Regions from separate parts of the Mus musculus genome. Here region 1 is linked to region 2. Evidence: chromatin contacts called from public Hi-C data. All regions are on one chromosome and are shown on one strand. The core of a region is the stretch at or near the end of the contact, and the rest is flanking DNA. Distances in the headings are between cores, read along the strand shown.

What was found. Hi-C and Micro-C count contacts between places; a contact is called where the count stands out from the background.
Region 1: a Hi-C map of cerebral cortex shows a contact between it and region 2, with 2.3 times the contacts expected there. The contact joins two enhancer-like sites. A contact is called at or near these places in 3 of 484 Hi-C or Micro-C datasets (B cells, cardiomyocytes and cerebral cortex).

What each region holds. Positions count from the first base shown.
Region 1 is chr12:32,892,855-32,899,222 of GRCm38.p6, forward strand. All of the region lies in intron 2 of Gm33484 (a long non-coding RNA gene), which reads right to left. Among named protein-coding and RNA genes, the nearest start is that of Gm33484, 13 kb to the right of the region's middle. Within about 2 kb of position 3,822, at least 37 of the 459 cell types and tissues checked have an H3K27ac peak or open chromatin away from gene starts, as enhancers often do. A contact at or near this core is called in cerebral cortex, where this site is marked.
Region 2 is chr12:32,136,501-32,142,563 of GRCm38.p6, forward strand. No RefSeq gene overlaps it. Among named protein-coding and RNA genes, the nearest start is that of Gm40374, 3.8 kb to the right of the region's middle. Within about 2 kb of position 2,066, at least 36 of the 459 cell types and tissues checked have an H3K27ac peak or open chromatin away from gene starts, as enhancers often do. A contact at or near this core is called in cerebral cortex, where this site is marked.

The sequences.
Region 1 (6,368 bases), core at 2,572-5,071, 760 kb after region 2:
TGGGCTGGTAGTCTTGGTTCTATAAGAGAGCAGGCTGAGCAAGCCAGGGGAAGCAAGCCAGTAAAGAACATCCCTCCATGGCCTCTGCATCAGCTCCTGCTTTCTGACCTGCTTGAGTTCCAGTCCTGACTTCCTTGGTGATGAACAGCGATATGGAAGTTTAAGCTGAATAAACCCTTTCCTCCCCAACTTGCTTCTTGATCAAGATGTTTGTGCAGGAATAGAAATCCTGACTAAGACAACATTGCACAGCCAATCTTCTAGAAATACATATATAAGATAAAATGTCCTAAGATCAGCCACAGATGAAAAAAAGAGCTTTATATTTAGGGTGTGATAGTAAATATTTTGACCTTTTTTTTTGGTTATTATTGGAGGTAATGCAAATAAGAAAAATATGAAGCAATATTTGAAGTACTGAAGGAAGAGATATTGTTTACACCCTGGGAAAATATGTCAACATTGAAAGTAAAGCTGGATATAAAGGTCTGCAGTGCAATGCCAGCACTCAGGAGGCGGAGGTGGGGGGAGGGGCGATGTCACGTGCAGCCAGAGCTACACAGAGGAAGCTGCTGCTCCATAGCAGGGCCTGGGGATGTGGCTACTCAGACACCGCAGTGCCGGGGCACGCACGTGGTCAGAAGGCACATCTCCAAAGCTGGTTCTCTCCTTCAGTTCCCGGGATCAAACCCACGCTCCCGGGCTCGTGTGGCCAGCGCTTTTACTGACTGAGCCATCTCACCAGCCCTGTATACAGACTTTAAGCAGCTGTTTATGTTATAGCAGTTATACTCTACTGAAGCCATGGAAATTAATGGAAGAAAGGGAATAAATGGCTACTTGATCAAGCCATGTAAAGTAGTACACAGGATAAGAGGCATAAGCAAAGTAAAATCAAACAAAGTATAGAAACGCACACACACCAGGGGTAGCAGTGCACACTTTAATCCTAGCACTTAGGCAGCAGAAGTAGGCTGATCTGAGTTCAAGGCCAACCTGGTCTACAAAGTGAGTGCCAGGACAGCCAGAACTATGTAAAGAGATCTTGTCTCAAAAGACAAGCAAAAATGGAAGAAATGAAGGTATCAAAATGACATTGTGAAGCCCACTATTTTGTTCTATTAATATACAGACACAAAAATAAAGTTAAAAAAAAAAGAAGAAGTAGGAGAGGGGGTTGCCGGGGTAGGGGAAGGGGGCAGCACCGTCTCAGAGGCAAAGAGGAGGGGGGTGGTGAAGAGCTCTGGGAGGTGGGCAATGAGGGAAGGCAACATTTGGGACATAAATAAATAAAATAATTAATCTTTAAAAAAAAAGAGGTAATAACTCATTGAATATAAGTGTGATTAATCCATTAAAAGACAAAATTGAGATGCGTTCTGTATACAAAGTGACAAGAGTGACAGATATGAACCAACGATAAAGTTGAGCATAAGGAGTAGCAGGGACCAACAGTGGCAAAGACAACCAGCGGTCCCCACTTCCCACAAATTAAATCTTATTTTTAATAAGATTAAATCTTAAAATGTAATAAAATTAGGTAAGGGTGAACACTTGGGATACATGGGCTAAAGAGACGGCCCAGGGAGTAAGGGGCCTGCTTTCAGACCCTGCGCATCCCTATCCCCCAGGTAGGCATGCTGACCCTTGTAATGCCATGACTCATGGAGTGAAGACCAGGTCCCCAGAGCAAGCTGGCTGGCTTCACTAGCTGGACTGATGACCTCTGGATTCAAGTGAGGGACCATGTCTCAAAAGATAACGTGGTGAGCAACTGAAGACATCTTCTGTCAGTCTCTGGCCTCCACGTGCACCCTCCCACAAGTGCACACTCAACAGCACGCACGCATGTACTCACACCCACATTTGGAAACATACACACAGCCACATCATACACATATACATGCAAAAAATAGCTGAGATAGTAATGCGAGTATACAAACACAGATCTGCAGAGTGGGTCTTGAGTTGACTTTCAAATTATCAGTCTATCTAGTTAACAGTTTTTCAAATGTATATTGCCATACCTAGAAATTCTTCAAATGCTATGGCTTGCTTAGGGGGCATAGTTAAACAACATTATGCTGATTTTAATCTTTAATTGCCAAGGCTAATTACTGACTCTAGGAAGCCACATGCATTGGGAGTCTTTGGGGACAAATTACAGCTTGTGATGGAGCCATCTGCTACATTAGCAAATTATACTTTGGAAGACACGGACAGTACTAGTTTAATGTCATTATCCCCATGATGCAACAGACCTTGCATATGAGTCCCGCCTCCTGCCCTATTTTCTATACAGCGGTGGGATCTCTGGCCACTGAAGTGGTAGACTTCTGTGTTGTTGAGGGAGGACAGAAGCTTAAGGAACGTGGACATGAAAGGTGCCCTTCAGCTCAGAAGCTGGGTGAAGCCTCTCACCAGCTGAGAGTCGAGGATGACAACACAGCCAATGACATCCATTTAAGGCCTTGCAAACCTCACCTGCAAACCTGTGGTTTCCTAGGCTCTCACCAGAAACCACACTTAACAGGAAAAGATGGGTCCTAAACAAACCCTTTGTGCAATCTACGGGGCTCCTCCTGGCGCCTTACTGGATTGCAATCCCACCAAAGGCACCTTCAGTGCCAACTTCTAATCTCAAGAGTGGAGAGGTAGGGGAGGGGAGTGTCCCTTAGGAACCTGCTGAGCAGCGAACCCCAGACGCTTCCAGAACCCAGACATAGTCACCAGGAGGACTCTTGAAACCCGACTCCTTTGTGAGCAGCCCACACCTGTGTTTCCTCCCCAGCTGCCCTCCTTTTTGCTTTTAGTAAATTCCAACTCTGTCTCCTATTGGCTCATCCTGAAATTCCTGCCCAGGTGGCAGCCCAGGATCAGGGTTTCCCCCCCCCCCCCCCGTGGTGGTCTATAAAGAGAACTCAGGCTGCTGCAGGTGACAGTGTGGAGGTTACAGGGTGCAGGTGACAGTGTGGAGATGGCAGGGTACAGGTGACAGTGTGCAGGTGACAGTGTGCAAGTGACGGTGTGCAGGTAACAGAGTACAGGTGTCAGAGTGCAGGTGACAGGGTACAAGTGACAGGGTGCAGGTGACAGGGTGCAGGTGACAGTGTGCAGGTGACAAGGTGTAGGTGACAGGGTGCAAGTGACAGGGTGCAGGTGACAGTATGGAGGTGACAGTGTGCAGGTGACTATGCAGGTGACAGGGTGGAGGTGACAGGGTGGAGGTGACAGGGTGCAGGTGACAGTGTGCAGGTGACAGTGTAGAGCTGTCCTTCTGTCACTTGCTCTCATCTTGCCTCAGTTTCCATCAGGGTGGATGTGAGGGGACTGAGGGATGAGTCCAATCTTTGATGTCTTAAATAAAAGGCTCTCTATAAAATACCTAAACCTAGTTAGTACTTGGTGTTTAGTCCCAGCAATGGGATAGCAGAAGACAGGTTTACAAAGCTTAGTCCCTCAGGCATCACAACCACCAGAGACTCGCCTGAAGTCTAGCTCTGCGGGCTGTGAGGGGTGCCGGTACCATCAGTGCTGTGGGGGTGGGGTAGAATCCGCTTCTCTAAGTCACTTGACTCTTTGGCTCTCGGCTGTTGCTCGTTCCATCTTTGGGAGAGGTTCATGAGAAGGTTTAGAGGGAGGAAAGGAAAGGAGGAAATGATAGCATTACAATATCTCTTTAAAAATTAAAAGGAAGAGAGTGGAAGAGACAAGTTCTCGAAACAGCCTGGATGCTGAGCTCAACCCAAAGCACGGGTGTAAGCTCTGGCCAGCAGCCCTCAGAGGCTTCCAGCTCAGCGGCCCGAGACTCCTCACTGAAAATATCCAGCATCTGATGAGGCAGCTGCGGGTTAAATTTAGCCTTGGCAAACTCAGGCCTTGGCTGGATGCTGGAAGCATCTGAGTGGATGGATGGAGGGCCGATGGATGCGTGGATAAAGAATGGACACATGAACAGGTGGATGGACAAATGGACAGACAGGTGGATGGATAGACAGATGGATGGACTTAGCACAGGTAGGTGTGAGAGCCTGGGCTACTGTGGCCTGTGTGATGATGATGCTGACACCAGGAGAGAGGCAGAGCTAGAGGAAGGAGATGAGTTGGGAAGCCCTCCTCTCTCAGTGGCCACCAGCCTGGCACAGCCCTTTGATGGCCAAGGGAAGCATGAAGATAGATGCAAGGAAAAGGAGCCATAGAGACGGTGAGAATCTGTAGAGCCATGTCCCCTGGAAAACTGCTGTGAGGGATCATCCAGTAATGTCACATTAGCCAAGTAAGGTCCCGCACTGGGTCCACAGATATTCAGTGTGACCTTTGTCCTAGCTGTGTGTCAGAGGCCACCTCAGGGCTTTTATGTCATCATGATCCAACCGTTATTTGCTTCCTCAGTGACCTGTTAAAGTGCGAACAACTATGGACGTTGCGTTTCCTTGGTTAACGCAGTTATCGTTGCTGTCCCTGGAAGGGGTAGAGGACAGAAGGGCAGGGAAGGAATGATCAGCATGAATGAACTAATGAATGGAGTGTCTCTTGTGTTAATATGCTGACACTGGAGGAAGCAGTACATACAGTAACTGTAGCTGAATACAAAGAAATTACCTTCCCCGTTTGGTAGATGAGAAATAATGTGCCTTATTTGGGGCTTCCATGAAGATTAAATGAGAGTATTTGACATGAGATAGCTCACTTCAATAGATGCTGGGTGAACTTGGTCGTCAGAGGGCCAGAGAATCCCTCCCACCTCACGGTTTGCCAGTCTGGCTTTAGCATCCTCCGGGCCAGCAGGTCGCCTGAGTATCACACGACTACACTGCCACCTTCTGGCCACCTGGAGTACTTCAGCTGTGCTGCCTTTTGAACAGGTCCTGCCCAGATGGACCTGCAGACTCAGACTGTCCTGCACTGAGCTGAGCTGTACAGCTGTTGGAGCAAGTCACCTGGGACTTCAACAACCTGGATTTCAGTCTTCTAAGCAAGGTACGGACACTGGGGATCAACAGCCCAGTTCCCCCATTCCAATCCTCATTTACAGGTTGTTGGTCTTAACTGTGTACTGTACTGGAATGTCCTGCACACACACACACACACACACACACACACACACACACACACACACACACACCATCTGCATCCTACACCAGACCTATGGGATTAGGCTCTCCAGGAGGCCTAGGGGTGGTTCTCCATGAAAAAGGAAACCTTCTCAAAGTCTCAACCCAGTTCTGAGAATTGAGAATTTGGTGCCTCTTTGTGTCTGCTCCAGTCACCTTTAGTCTTTCACAGCTGTATAGATGACACAAGCCAGGCTCTCTGCACTTAAAATCAACACAGGGAGCTAGAGACAAGAGGAGGTAAGGACAGAGAGAAGCGAGAGCTGACTGAACAAAACAAAGGGGAAGAAAAGTGGCCACACTGAAGCAGGTGGAAAGGAAAGAAAAAGAGAGGAGATGAGATTAGGGGAGAGACATGGAAAATGGGAGCTGGGCCAGAGGCAAACAAGAACCTAAACAAAATCAGTGGACAAATACTAGAGTAAAAAAAAAATTCAATGTATGGTTAAGATCAATATCCAAAAAAAAAAAAAAAAAAAACCCTTGCAGATATTAACAAGGTTGAGATAGCACACTAGAATAAGCAAAGATACCGAAATTCCCGGTACACAGTTTCAGAGGATTGCTTTTGCCTATATAGTTGACAAAACCCAGAAAGCCACTTACTTATTTCTTGGAGTGTGGAAGAAGGAAATAGTTTCCTAAATGCTGTTGGCAGTTATGAATGTGAATTGTCACATTTGAACACAAGAAGCTGGCACCATATAGCAAAATGCACCACCCATCATCAGCCCACCATCCCTGGGACCAGATGGATGCCTTAGGGACACAGCATTGTGGACCAAATGTTGACATATCAGGCTGGTTTGATTATGGCTCCATACAGCAGCCATGATAAGTGAGAAAGCCATGCATGTCACACTGGAATTTAAGGCCTGAGATGTTTCTTTGTAAGAATAATAAGAAAGCAACAATGTTCATAATTTTGTGCCACTATGGAAAGCACAAAATGTCAGATGTGTGTGTGTGTGTAGCATACAGTGATATAGTAATATTGAATGTTTCAGCTAGTTGGCTATCACCTGCTGTGTTTGTTATTTTAAATGAATATATAGGAATATAAGTAAAGGTGTCTTAGGATTTCTATTACTAATGTGAAACACCATGACCAGCAGAGTTTATTTTTCTTACAATTCCACATCACTGTTTAGCATAGAAGGAAGTCAGGGCAGGAATGTAGGGTGGGTGGGAACCTGGAGCCAGGAGCTCTGCAGAGGCTCTGGAGGAGTGGTGTTTACTGGTTGGCTTCTCATG
Region 2 (6,063 bases), core at 816-3,315:
GCGAAAAGGAGCCACGGAAGCACGCACAGGTAAATTACATCCTATGTCAATAATAAGTGTTAGTGCTATAGAGAAAGGATGAGGTACGGAAGGGGGAGGGGAGAATAAAGGATACTTGTGGTGTGTGCTTGTGAGATGTGTGTGTGTGTGTGTGTGTGTGTGAGAGAGAGAGAGAGAGAGAGAGAGAGAGAGAGAGAGAGAGAGAGAGAGAGAGAGAGAGATTTAAAATAGATTTCCCACCAGAGGTTACATCAGAAGGTAAGCAGTGAAGACTTCTGCCTCTGGGTACCTGGGAGAGGGTGCGTTTACACTGAGCAGCAAGCATAAAGGTTCTACAGCGGGAGCTTACGTTCTACAGCCGTCTCCAATCAGCCAGGGATTTGATGGGCAAGTTAGCTGGGTTCTGTATTTCTAATCAGAACAACGTGATTAATATAACTAAATAATAATAATAAATGTATTCATAAAAAGGGTGAAGTAAAAAACATGTGATGATCTTAAGCGCCCCTCTTAGCCCCCTCTTTTTTCAAGATAGGATTTCTCCTGTATAGCCCTGGCTGTCCAGGACTCACTCTGTAGACCAGGCTGGCCTCAAACTCAGAAATCTGCCTGTTCCTGTCTCCTGAGTGCTGGGATTAAAGGTGTACACCACTTCTGCCTGCTTTTTCTTTTTCTTTTTCTTTTTCTTTTTCTTTTTCTTTTTCTTTTTCTTTTTCTTTTTCTTTTTCTTTTTCTTTTTCTTTTTCTTTTTCTTTTTCTTCTTCCTTTTCTTTTTCTTTTTCTTTTTCTTTTTCTTTTTCTTCTTCCTTTTCTTTTTCTTTTTCTTTTTTTCCCTCTCTCTTTCTTTTTCTTTTTCTTTTTCTCTTTCTTTTTTTCTTTGTAAAATTTGAGAACTTCATACATGATGCTGTATTTACACTCCCCACCCCTGTCTTAGTCAGCATTCTATTACTGCAGGGAGAACCATGACCAAGGCAACTCTTCAAGGCAAGCATTTAACGGGGGCTGGCTTACAGTTTCAGAGGTTTTGCCCATCATCACCGTGGAAGGAATCATGGCTGCATTCAGCAGTCACAGTGCTGGGGAAAGAGCTGGGAGTTCTACATTTGAATCTGCAGGCAGCAGGAAGACAGAGACACTGGGCCTGGTTTGTGTTTCTGAAATCTTAAAGCCCAACCCCTAGTGACACACTTCCTCCAATAAGGCTACATACTCTCCGAGGCTGCAATTCCTATCTCTCCCAGATAGTTGTCACTCCCTGATGACTAAGTAAATATATGAGCCTATGCTGACCATTCTTATTCAAACCACTGCACCTCCATTGTCTTCTTTCCATGCCCTCTCAAAAGCATGATCTTTTCTTCTGTAATGTTTTATACACATTATTTACATATATGTGTATATGTTTATATATGTATACATGCATGCACCTGAGTAAGTTCATTTAGTATTGCTCAGATGTGTTTGGGGCTGACCACTTGGGCCAGCCTATCGAGGGACTCATCCCTGGAAAACACTGATTCCCTCAAAAGCCATTAATTGCCTGTAGCTCTTCATCCAGTGGTCTTATGAGATCTCCCCATCGCACTGGCAGGTAAACTGATGTGGTCATTGCGCATGTCTTGTTTAGGACATGTTTGCTGGGGCAAAGGGCAAGTAGACGCCTTGGGCAGCTACCTGAGTAGGTGGAGAAGGAACAAAGACAGAATGAGGTTTCCTCTGAGATGCCACCTAATGGCCCAGATGCCATTATGCCTACTTCTGCGAGCTTCCAGAGAGCCCCACAAAGCTCCAGAAGGGCCTAGACTAGCGCAGACTCCTCCTTCCCGACCATCCTCGTTAGCTAAGGAGCACGGGAAAGAAGGTGCATCTGTCCTTTGTGCTGGGCTGCCGCAAGGTGGATTGTTTCCAGGATGCTGCACCAGGCCGGTTTTCCAGGGAGTGATGTAATCTATAGGGAAGCGGGGAGCCCAGCAATTCAGCAGGGGGAAGTGGGCTGGGCTCCCAGAACCTATAAGGCTGTTGCTGAGCAGGGCTCTGAGGGAAGAGAGGAAGAAAAGCATGGGCAGGCCACAGCTGGGGTACAGCTTGGCTTGCTGCAAAGAAGGAAGAAAGCTGTGTGCTCGGGGTGGGAGGGGTGTGGGTGGAGGTGAGGAAAACCAAGGCCAGGCCTGGCGCTCGCTCATCCAATACGAACACGTACGTGTTCTTGAGGGAAGGGGACATAATTGTCCAGCTGAACATCAGATACTTGATCTTTCCCTCATTTGTGGCATTATATTTGACTCTTAGAACCTCACAGGGTAAGAGGAACTGGTATTATCAAAAACACATTCTATAAAGAAGATCCACAGAAGTCAGACATTTGGGTCTGACTTTGCCCGGCACAAGCAAGAGTTAAACCCGTGGGTGATGACTTGGGGGCCATTTGGTGTTGGCACACATTTCATGTTTGCTTCTGTATGCTGCTGTGGAGTTGACATCAGGCCTCTGGACTGACTTTCCTTTACCCAGCCCCCAGACAGACTCACTGTGTGAGCACTTTGTGGCTTGGCTCCTATGGTGAGCCTGGGTGCTGGCTCCTGCTTCCTCTCTGCGCCTTGTGTATATTTAATCATGTTGACGGAATTTACTTTAGTCCAAATTCAGGCTCTTAGCCATTTTCTTCTCTTTGACTCTTCCCTATTTATGCAAACTCAGACCAAGAGCTTTGTCTTTTTCCGACCTTGATACACAGCCCACCACTCCCCTGTAACCCTCATAGTCGCAGGAGTTGAAAAGCTCCCCACTCCCTTTGAGGGGTCTCTGGCATTTTGAGTTCCTTTCCCCTTCTAAGCTGGATATTTGCTTGAGCCCACCTCTCCCCGTTTCCAGTTTTTCCAAGGTTTGCTGCTGGCCTGACTAGACACTTCCCCTGCTCATGTCGTCTGACAATTTCCTGCTGCTGGAAAACTGTCCTCATTTCATTATTTCAGCCAGAAGTTATGGTAACCTTTTTTTTTTTTTTCCTTTTCTTTTCTTCTGGATATAAAGGAGAACCAGGGGCAGGTATTCATAATGTTCAGACTCATAATGTTTTGACCCATAGGAATGGGGTCAAGGCTAGGCAGGGCTCACTGCTCAACACAACACTCAACTTCAAGGCACTACCATGTCTACAGGGAATCTTCTGGCATGTGGTCATCCTAACAGTGGCTGGAAGAGAGTGAGGACTTGACTCCTCCCCCCTTTTACAGAGGAGGAAAAACGGGACCATGGATTCCACATTTGTCCTTGAGCAATGATACCAAATTTTTTCATTAAAAAAAATTCCCCATTGGGTTAGAATCTACGGTAAAAGTTCAAATTAGAGCTGAAATCGACCTTGAGTCTGGCTCTGAGTACAATCTACATCTTAATGAATTCACTTTGGTCCAAGGGCTGACAAGTCCTTCTCTCTGAAATCTCACAGGCTCACTCTTGTCTGTGTTCCAGTGCCAAGCGGATGCCGATGGCTGGATGTACCTTACCTAAACTCATAAAGCATGTATTCTAAAGATTTATTCCATTTGTATTTATGTGTATGCGTGCCACGTGAGTGTGGGTGCCCGAGGAGGCCGGTAGAGGGCCTTGGGTCCTCTGGAGCTGGAGTTGTTATAGGTGGTTGTGACCCTCTGGACCTGGGTGATGGGAACTGAACTCAGTCTTTTGGAAAAGTAGCAAGCACTCATCACCACTTAGCCATCTCCCTAGGCCCCCAAGACGTGTAGTTTAAGACATTAGATTGCAGTCATATTGTATAGGTCTCAGAGCTGGCAGCTTTCCTTGTCTTATGTCTTGGCTTAACTTTACTCTTAGAGGGCAAACCTACTTTTTTTCTTATGGGACATGTCACCACCATTTCCATACGCCAGCTGTGGGGCCAAGGGACACCTGGTCATTCTCAGTGAAGCTTTGTTTCCCCATCTTCTTCCCTCCAGCCAGCTTCCTGTTTTGGGACTCTCATCTGTCTAGTGAGAAGGCAGATGCTACCCCTCACCTTCTGGCTTATGTAATAGAGTTCTCCCTGGTTTCTGTGAAAAGTCAGGGAAACTGCTGTCTACGTTGTAACTGGATATAGCTGGTTTTCTTGGGGGAGAGATTTCTAGTCAGACAGAACCTAACACAGTGGTAGCTTTCTTCTCTCAATAAATAGCTCTGAGGCTGAAGAAATGGCTCAGTGGTTAAGAGCACAGGCTGTTCTTGCTGAGGAGCCTGTGTTAGGTTCCCAGTAGCCATGTGGTCCCTCATAACCACTGGTAACCCTACTTCTATGGTGTCTAATGTGCCCTTTTTTGGCCTCCATGGGCTCCTGCATGTGGTGCACACACATTCACACACATACATAGAAAAATAAACTAACATTAAAAATTATATTTAAAATTACCTCCACAAGCGCTACCTGAAACACCCCACTTTTCTTACATTGACTCTGAGTGTATTGACTTCAGAGTCTACACAGCAAAATGTAAAAGTAATTTTAAATGATCTTAAAAATCAGTTAGGCAGCCATCTGTGCCAGATACTGTGTGTGTGCATCGGGATGGTAACATAGGGAAAGACTTTGATTATGTAGAAGTCACACACATGACTCCACTACTAAACAGACTGAGAGATCCTGTGAAGGAACACTGGACAAGATGGAGAGGATACAGGGTGGGGGTGGGCAGCCTGGTCCTGGAGTAGTTGCATCCCAACAGTAAGTGCTAATGATGGGCCTTCCTGTCTAGGAGACCAGATCTTCTGTTGTCAGGACTTTCTCCTTTTGCCCCTTCAGCCTTCGACAGTAGTCACTTACCATCATTTCTGGCCTGTGAGAACTGTGTGTACCTTCTCTTCTCTTCTCTTCTCTTCTCTTCTCTTCTCTTCTCTTCTCTTCTCTTCTCTTCTCTTCTCTTCTCTTCTCTTCCTCCCTCCCTCCCTCCCTCCCTCCCTCCCTCCCCCCCCTCTCTCTCTCTCTCTCTCTCTTTCTTTCTTTCTTTCTTTCTTTCTTTCTTTCTTTCTTTCTTTCTTTTCTTATCCCACTCTGCACTTCCCATGCCTTTGAATGTACTTCTTCACTTAAACCATCTTGGTTGTGTTTTACTGCTGTTATTGGTAGAAACACCAAAGTATGGAGATAGGGAATTTACACATTTGGAGAACTGAACTCAGTTCAATGGGCCCTAGCTAGTATAAGGTATAAGGTAGGAGGAGAGGCGATGAATGGGCAAAGGTTGGGTCAACAGGTGCTAGTTCATGAATGTTGAAGATTTAGGGGTTTTATTCTGAAAACTCTGATTATCCAGTGAAGAGTTTTAAGGACAGAGATAAAACTGGATTTCTATTTTATAAAAAGAGGTTACTGGCTACTGTATTTAGAGTGTCTTGCCAAGGTGACTGTGGCAGATTGCTTATGAGGTACAAGTTTCAGAAGCTGACTTAGTTAGTGGTGCTCCTTTGGTTTCTTATATCTGTAAGCCACTGGTTCCTGTTTTTCCAAAGGAACTGCCTGTGTGCCTTTGAACACACACACACACACACACATTCCAAAATATTGAGATCTAGTTTCTGTTTACAACCAACAACTGTAATCATGTAAGATTTGAATCAGGCTCATAGATTGTGTTCCTTAGATACTTGGGAATAAGTACAACTGGCCAAACTGAGAAGAACACATGGGGCTAGAGGAAAGAAAAGCATGAAGGACCACCCGTTTTCCTTAGAGACATTATGGAGATGATGTGCCATTCACTCCCTCGAAGGACACTAGAGGAAGATCACATTTCCCACTCCCACTGCAGAGGACTGATGAGTAAGTCAGTTTTGACAAGTTGAGTTTGAAACACTTTTTGGAATGCCCAGTAGACAGTTATGTGGCTCTGGGATTTACAGGACCACTCTGGCTGGAGATGGACATTTAGAAAGCATCCGTTTATTAGTGGCAGTCAGAACTGTGAGAGTAGATGAGGTCACTCAGGAAGAAAATGTGATGTAAAGACAGAAGGAGGAAGAGTTGAGAGAAGGAAGGGGAGGAGCAGGAATGGGTGAGGAATTGGATACAAG